Linked DNA regions of Hordeum vulgare: region 2 is linked to region 1. Evidence: chromatin contacts called from public Hi-C data. All regions are on one chromosome and are shown on one strand. The core of a region is the stretch at or near the end of the contact, and the rest is flanking DNA. Distances in the headings are between cores, read along the strand shown. Region 1 has its middle 390 kb from the start of LOC123450570. Region 2 has its middle 290 kb from the start of LOC123448783.

Evidence for each region. Hi-C and Micro-C count contacts between places; a contact is called where the count stands out from the background.
Region 2: a contact with region 1 is called in a Hi-C map of leaf, with 2.7 times the contacts expected there. The contact joins two enhancer-like sites. A contact is called at or near these places in 2 of 6 Hi-C or Micro-C datasets (leaf and seedling).

What each region holds. Positions count from the first base shown.
Region 1 is chr4H:414,741,510-414,746,053 of MorexV3_pseudomolecules_assembly, reverse strand. No RefSeq gene overlaps it. Among protein-coding and RNA genes, the nearest start is that of LOC123450570, 390 kb to the right of the region's middle. Within about 2 kb of position 3,038, at least 3 of the 3 cell types and tissues checked have open chromatin away from gene starts, as enhancers often do. A contact at or near this core is called in leaf, where this site is marked.
Region 2 is chr4H:414,839,199-414,843,470 of MorexV3_pseudomolecules_assembly, reverse strand. No RefSeq gene overlaps it. Among protein-coding and RNA genes, the nearest start is that of LOC123448783, 290 kb to the left of the region's middle. Within about 2 kb of position 1,875, at least 2 of the 3 cell types and tissues checked have open chromatin away from gene starts, as enhancers often do. A contact at or near this core is called in leaf, where this site is marked.

The sequences.
Region 1 (4,544 bases), core at 1,789-4,288:
TAGCCGCCCCGCTCCAACCACCACATGCAGCGCCGCCGCGCTGCCATCATCCACACCTCCGCACGAGACCAACCCGGCCAGATCCGTGTTGCCACCTCGCCGAGGACCCCCACACAACCGGCGATGCAGCACCACCGGTCTGCAAGCCCGCTGTCCCACACACCTCCTACGAGACGACGACGTCACCGGTCACGCAGGAGCCACCAACCTCCCGCCGCCAGGTCCCACGGGATCCAGCCAGCCTAGATCGGAGAGGAGAGCCACCCGCTGGCAAGCTCCGACTCCAGACCGCCGCCCAGCACACGAGCAGGCCTTGCCACCAACGAGACCGCGTTGGAGAGCCGCCGCGCCACTGCGCCCAGCACCAGTGCAGCGTCCCGTTGTGGCGGCCCCGTCCCGCACCGGGGCCATCGCATGGGGAGCCGAGAGAGCCCAGCCGCCGGTGGTGCTGGCCAGGCTTTGCCTGGCCGCGCCCTGTGGCGGCGGCGAGGGAGGAGGAGCCGGAGAAAGGGGGCTGGCGGTGATGGCGCAGTCGCCCTCCCTGTCGCACGCGGGGCGACGCGGGAGGGGTCGGGATCGGGACTGGTGTGTCAGAGCAGTTGGCATTTCGAATCCTCTCCGATCACTAATGACTGATTAGATGCATCCACGAAAGTACGAGGGATCGTTTGAAACGTCCGAGCATAGATGTTCTTACCGTCAGTGTGGCACCATCTTTCACCCCGCCCCAATTGCCTTCCGAGATGACGGGAACATGCAGGCGTCATCGATTGCGCAACACGTACGCACGCCCCACCCCTCCACCCAAACCCGCGTGTTCAAGTGAAAAAAAGTTAATCAATCCGTTGAGTCACCGTCTCACTCACATGCGACTTCGTTTTATACGAGTTGAAGCGGTGCATTTTTGTACGTCTTCCACAAGCAATCATCCAGACACGTACTGTATCATTTTATTTTTTGAGATAATCCAGACACGTATCATGTTCTACGTTGGTAGTACAAGGCCGGCGAGCTTGAGCTTTGACCACGCATCGTGCTCCTGCGGCAGAAAGAAGAAGCACGGGCCGGCCCAGACGATGAACACAAGAGATCCTGCAAGTACACACACGAAAAAAAGCTTTTCTTTGTTTTGTATTGCAAATCAATCACCTGATACAATCAACGATAATGATATGTGCTGGGCCAAAAGCAACACACTTATCCTCAACAAAAACGGAAAAGAAAATAAAAAACAAATGTCAATAACGATGGTTTGATAAAACAAAAATGTCTCGCCACCACTATGTCCACCATAGATCTCGAATCAAGCTCCAAGACTCCAAAACACCGGTACCAATTAATACCTTCAAGAAGAAACACTATGATAACGACGCTGTTGTCAAGGGTTTTTCTTGATACGCGGCGAGGAGAGAGCAATGGTAGCCCCCAACGCCTTGCAGGAAGGTCCGTGGGCACCCTTAGGGTGCTCCGGAGCTCGCCACCAAATGGACCACCACCCTGCGCTAACACGGTCTTGAAGCTTCCCACACTGTCTCACCACAGCATCACGCAGTAAGATCTACACAACGAAGAAGAGGAGCCGAGACTCGGAGCAGCAGCACCGTCAACGCGAGGCTGGGCCCACGCTTCCTTGTCACCGATGTGATCCGACCGGATGCAACAACAGGAGCATACCAGGCCCGGCCAGGCCGTAAAACGTCCGTGAAGCTTCTACCATCACCCTGCAGAAGGCATGTCATCGGAGTCGCTACTCCCCGTCCAAGCCGCTCCATCACTTCGCCGCACCACAAGCAGGGAAGCCACGCCAATGCCGCCCCGTAAGGGCCCAGATGGGCCCTCAAGGCCTATATCTAAACCAGGGTCGCGTCGTCGGCCACCCAACGCAAACATGTCGTCCCACTGCCAAGGGACAAGATCATCACCGTGCATGTCGTAAGAACGCCGGACCGGCGCCGAACCCAGCCCCATAAAGGGCGCCACGCACAAGGAAAGGAGGTCTCGTCGCGATCGAAACCATCCACCTAGATCCAGAGGCGCCCTCCTGCGGCGGTGGGGGAGAGAGAACGAAGTGAGGGAGACAAAGAGAGGAGACGGACGAGCTGCCCCGGCCACCGCCCAAAGAGGCAGCACGAGGCGGGTGGGGGGGGGGGGGTCACTAACCCTAAACAAGTTGGGATCCTGAAAGTACACGGAGACAAAATCTTGGACCGGGAAAACAATTCGTTAACCAGGATCGACAAGGACTCGACAATTTTTAGTTGGATATACACAGTACTTGGATTCTTTCCGCAACAGGTAGGTGGGTTGAGCTATGTTCTTGGAGCCCAAAGTTCGATATATATATATTTTTGGAGCCGAAGCCGTATTGCTACATCTAATTAATTAGTGGCACCTCTGAAAATTAATGAGTATATTGAGGTTTTGTAGCTATAACCTCAAACTGATGAGGATATTGTATGGTGCGGTGCAGAAGCATTCCCCTACCAATTTGTAGTTCGTTTAGTACCTCCCATGCATCCTAAAATAACCTTAGCTACATCAATTAAAACTGGCAGTTAGAAAGACGTGTATCATCTTCGTCTGGAAGGAGGCATTTTTCCTTCCACTGTATCTTCACGGAAAATTCACACAATGGATGCACGTACGTGCATGCGGTACACACAGTGAAACAAAAGAGACATCTCGATCGATGCCGATCGCCACGGCGCCAAACGCAGATTTTCTCCGTGGAGCCGTACGTGGACCGGAACAGGAAGGCCACCTAGATGCTGTAGTTTTCTTCTTGCAACTAGATGTTGTAGGGTTTGAAAGGCGACATGTACAGACGCCTATACCCGTTTCAGATACTAGCAGTACAATCCTAGGCACAAGTGAACAAACGGTCACGCACACAAAAGTAACCAGATGTCCACGTCTATGTCGATCAAGACCAATAACTCCCGCGCCCTTCTTTTCCAGGAACCTTCACCTCTCTCTCTCAAAATCATCCTGCGCCGGTCGTCCAATCAACCCACTCACCAACTTCCTCAAGCAACGGTACGATGCGCACGAAACTGTCACGCCCTATGACCGTGCTGTGCTGCGGGAGGAGATACTGGTGTGGTGTGACCCCAAGGCTCAATCAAAGCCGCATGTGCCACAATTCGCTCCGGCCGGAACCCACAACAAAATTATTATCCGGAGGATTCCGGGAACCTGCGGGGGCCAATCCACAGCCACAGAAGCGCGGTGGTGATATCTTGAAACAAAGATCGTCTCCCTGACCGGACCTTGTAATCTTGCGGCCGCGCAGCCCTATATAAGGCTCCAGCAACAAAACCCACCATCACCTCCTCATCTCAAAGCAGCTAAACCAGCTTGGTTTGCCTAAGAAAAACAAAAGCTAAACCAGCTTGGTTGAGCTGATTGATCGCTCAGTTCGCTTCATCGCATCGAGGCGCGCGCTCTCCTTGGCTTCGTCTAACTGCTGCTGCTGTGCGTACTCGATCGCTCGCGCGCACGGGAGCAGAGCAGATCGATCGAGATTATTGGGATGGACAAGCTGAGCGTGCACCACAGGCAGCACAACGGCATCTCCAAGCCGCCGGTGCACCATCGCGGCAAGGGCGGCGGGAAGGGCAAGGGTGGCGGGAAGGGGATCAAGGTTGTGTACATCTCAAGCCCCGTGATGCTCACCGCCAGCGCCGAGGAGTTCCGAGCCGTCGTGCAGGAGCTCACGGGCCGCGACTCCAACGTGGCCGACCACGACGCCCCGGGCGTATCGTCCTATTACTCGTCGTCGTCCTCCTCCTCCTACTCCTCGTTTGGGCGCGCCTCGCCCACGGCGGGGGCTACTGCCTCTGCAGGAGGCCGCGCTTTGCCGCCGGCGATGGCGTCCACGGCGGACTACGCAGCTGGCGCCGGCGCCATGCCTCCGCCGTTCCAGAGCATGTATGATCAAACGGTAGGCACCGGCCTGCTTTACGGACAGGACTACTGGTAGGATCGGAGATCGGTCACCTCGTGGCGGTCGACGTTCGAGATGCCATAGAATCGATCACTTGCATTATGTGTGAATTTGCTGTCTACAGTCATGCTTCATGTTTCTTCGATATTCGATCGACTTGTACTGGAGATGAAAATGTCATGTTGATACGAGAGCTAGTACATATTTCCGTTTACCTGTATTTTGCCCTTGTTGTTCTAGATTTTCGTTTACGCTCGTATGTGTTTGGAATCAAGGTATTTCATTCGTTTTTTATACAAGCCTATCTTCCTATTTTTCAGATCTAAAATAAACAAGGGATAGGCAGGGGGCAGTCGCCTGAAAACTGTTTTTTTGTTGTCAGTTGATCATTTTGAACCGTCGGATGCAAAATCAACACCGAGATGGTCTTCTTCAACCTCCGGCTCATCTTCCTCCCCTAACCACCCCACTTCCGCTGGCATCCACCACTCGCAGCCGGCGGCGCTCCCCGGCAGACCTTTAATTCCGATGCCGACGAACCTGCACCCTTCGCCACCCCAAAGATAGACTAGAAGGCTGCCCCCAACCCACTCCACCT
Region 2 (4,272 bases), core at 626-3,125, 99 kb before region 1:
CTCGGGGAACTCAAGAATAGGAGGAAATAAGAATCTTGCAAGTTAAATCATGCAACAATCTTTTTGATTTATTTACCAAGTGTCTACCAACTTGTACATTTTAAAAATATGTTCATTAAATTGGTATGCGAAGATTCCAAGACTTCTAGGAATCAGGGGGAGTATCTTCCTGGACTACCTCTGCTCAAAGAGTCATATTACCCTCTTTCTCTTTGTGAATTCATGTTTCGTGTCCTCGTCAAGTACTTTAATTGAAAAACTTATGAAGTAGAATTCTTTCGGGTGATGGTACTACAATGGATGATCTTTCAAGATGATGGTACTAATTGGGCAATCATGTGATGATTCTACATGTACAAGCATAAATTAGGGATATTGTTGTGATTAGTTAGTACAAATTAATTAGTCAAAACTCTCCCCTTGCCCACTCGTCATCCGTTTGACATCTGCAACCGAAACATCTTTTAATTCTCTCCGAGTCTTCGGGAACCACCGTCTCTCTAGATCCTCACGTTCATTCCATCTCATATATATTGTACATGTAACTATGAATCAGTAGAAGTTTTGTCATTCACTTCAATCAGTATTGCCGCGAAGATATCTCGACATTGGTAGCAATTTCCTCTTTGTTTATGGTCATAAGTGTGTCCATGGTTCTAGTTATCACATTATCCGTTGTTATTTTTTTGCATGGCCCCCTTGCATCACCTATGCTTACTATTATCTAATACTCCCTCTGTCCCAAAATAACTGTCTTAACTTTGTACTAGCTCTAGTACAAAATTGTACTAAGCTTAAGGCACTTATTTTGGGACGGAGGGAGTATAAACTAGATATTTTTATCATATCTTTCTGGGATAACTTTTAGATGTCCATCGTATATTTTGTTAAGAAAAAATTGGGGTAGCGCCTCGCTTATAGCAAGACCTAGCATGCTCTTAGGTCAGTCTTCTCTCTAAATGGACCTGCCTAGTGGCGTGGGAGACCACGTCCTAGTTTTTTTCATGTATTTTTGTTTCCATTTTTTATACTTTTGTTTATAATCTCGTATTTGGAAAATTTTAACCAGCCATTTGAAACATGTAAAAAAAGTGTTGACCATATAAAATGTTAACAAGCATTTTAAAATGCTAGATGTGTATAAAGAAAATGTTTCTCATGTATAATTTTTTTGTAAAATGTGTGTTGAAAAATTGATCATGTATTTAGCAAATATTAATTAAGAATTTGAAAAATACATATTAAATAATTATTTAGAATATTTTAATCAAGCCTTCAGAAATGTTAAATGTGTGTAGAAAATGTTGACCATGTTTCAATAAAATGATAATCTTATATTTGGAAATTATTAATCCAGTATTTAAAAATGTTAAAATATGCATAGAAAAATGTGATCATGTATTTAAAAATGTTAATAAAGTATTTAAAAATATATTATTTGAGCATTTAAAAAATGCTAAAAATAAATATAAAATATACTTTGACCATATATTATAAAAACACTCTTGATGCATACACTAAATGTAGAATGCAAATAAAAGAAACAAAGAAAAATTCAAAACTTTAGAAGAAACAATGCCAAAGAAAAAGGGAACAGAAAATGAAAAATGATGAAACTAGTGCAGAAAGAATGGAAAACGGAAAGAAACAAAGTAAAACCAAAAAAGAAAAGAAACCATTGAAAAAGAATTACAAAAATTAGGAAAAACTGAGAAGGAAAAAAATGAACAGAATAAATGATAGGAAAAAAGAAATAGAAACGAGCCGGTCCAGAAACAGGAGATCAGGAAAAACGTTCAGCAAGATGAGAGCTATTCTTGCTATAAGCGAGATACAGCTCTCGATGCGGTGCAGGTATACACAGTAAATCTTAGTTGAAGAAAAGCCTTGGGCTAATCTGAACGTTGGGCCGGCCTGGATACTTTGTGCCAATAACGGGGTTCATTTAACCCATGACCTCAAATTTGGACGCACCCCGCACCTAAAAAGCGAATCCTTTCATAAAATATTGCTTCAAAGCTATAAAAATTTCTTATATTGTACTCCTTCCGTAAACTAAACGCTTTTATATTAGTTTACAGAAGAAGTAATATTAAGGAAGTACTTATAAAACAGATGTCCAGTTTTTAATAGTTACAAAGTTCAATGACAGGAACATCAATTAGTTTACCATCGAAATGAACATTTAATAGTTACAAAGTTCAATGACAGGAACATCAATTAGTTTACCATCGAAATGAACATCAATTTTTCTTTTGACTGTGACATGAACATCAAATTATTTGCACACGGAGTCATCAAATCCGGCAGCCTCTAGAAGGTCAGGCATATTAAACAAACCATCTTATTTGCAGGACTCTTTCGGATATGACGGTGATGGATTAGGTTCTAGTTTATGCCGTCGTCCAAAGCTAGCTTAGTTTTTCATTTTTGAAATGGAAAGCTTAGGTTCGTTAATCATACGTACCAAGGGTGACCACAGAACTAATTTCCTCTGCTTGTCGTAAGTAGTATTTGTATATGTTATTCCCTCCGTTCCTAAATATAAAACATTTTAGAGAGTTCATTATAGACTACTGAAACAAAATAAATAAATCTATAATCTAAAATATATTTATATAAATCTGTATGTAGTCTATAATAAAAAAATCTTTACAATATTTTATATTTAGGAACGGAAGAAGTAGAAAATAGCGAGATAGAGAGATAGGGGAGAGCACCAATAATGAAGTATGCTGCTTCCATTGCTTGAGTCGTAGGCAGTTGACGAAAATCAGGTCAGGGGAGACATTTTCCGTCGGTCCGAAACTTTGAACAGTTCTTGACCAACCATGGACTAGGGACCGGGTTTGCCGCGGTGCTAAGTACTCCCTCCGTTTTTAAATATAATTCTTTGTAGAGATTTCACTAATGGACTATATACATCCGTATATAGACATACTTTAAAATATAGATTCAATTATTTTGTTTCGTATGTAGACCCTTAGTGAAATCGCTTAAAAGGCTTATATTTAGGAACGTAGGGAGTACTACAGTAGTCGGAGTACGAGCTAGCAAGCTGGCACCGTTTCGCGCTTCAGATTGACAAAAGGATCGGCTCTTTGTCTTAGCTTGTGCGCGTACTGATCTGTGGCCGGAGGTCCTTTGTGGAAACGCATTGTTTACTGTTTACTCGGTTACTTCCAATTCCAAAGAAAAACACGCCGCTGAGCATGAGCTGGGTCTCCGGGGTTTTCCTCCTTTCTTTCTCTTGAAGGTACGATGAGCGATGAATAGATGCAACTATTTTTACATGTTGGTTGTGGAAACGCATTGTTTCTAGCGGATCAAAAGTTCGCTCTCAAACGCAACCATGGTTGACCTATTAGTTAACAAATTGGAGAGGCTGAAGGCGACAAGTTTGGTCCACTTAGGGCATCTCCAATGCTCGTTCGCAAACCAGACACCTCATTCATCTCCATACACGGGGACGAGTCTGCGGATACGGATGCGGGAGCCATCCATTCATAGTTAGCCGTATACATTTTAAATACGATACAAATTATTCGGATGAAATTTAAGCAAATCCAATGTAGTTCATTAAAGTTTGCTGATAATTTATATAAATGATCGATATTTCAGTTGCTTTACTAAAAACTAGAATAACCTATACCTTGTAGTGGATGACCATCTCATAGTTTTGGCCACCCTGCCCGACCGCACTCTAGCTGAGGTCCCTCCAGTGGTTGCATGGTATTGGTGGACCGCGATAGCCTTATCCGGCCGCACCTTGGCGCTCGCGAAGGAGCCGCTTCCAACTGTCTGGTCCGGAGGGTTGTCGCGGCCAATGCCGACGGCGCACACAAAGACATGGTAGAGGCTTGCCCCCGGCGGTGCTGGTGGAGGAGTCACTTAGCGACACTCCTGATCTTGGCGAGCTTGCCATCAAGGCGGTGGCAGTGACTCGTGGCCATCTCTGCAGTGGTGACGAAGCGGTCGAGGGTCCATGCGGTACGAGGTCTGGGTCGTTATAGACCATTTCGATGCGGCATCCGACTTGGAAAACATAGAGCGACATGCAGTGTTGTGCCGCTCGTAGTGCTCCATTGCATCACCATCCATTCCTCCTCGGACATGACAACCCTTGACCCCGACGGACCGCCGCCACCGGTGCCTTCGAGGTAGTGGAGGATGCGGCTCGTGCCTTGCTCATCGCGGGTGGTAGCTCACACTTGATGAACTATCGACGGTGGTTGGGATGGGACGGCGATGGAGGCCCCTCAATACAAGTAG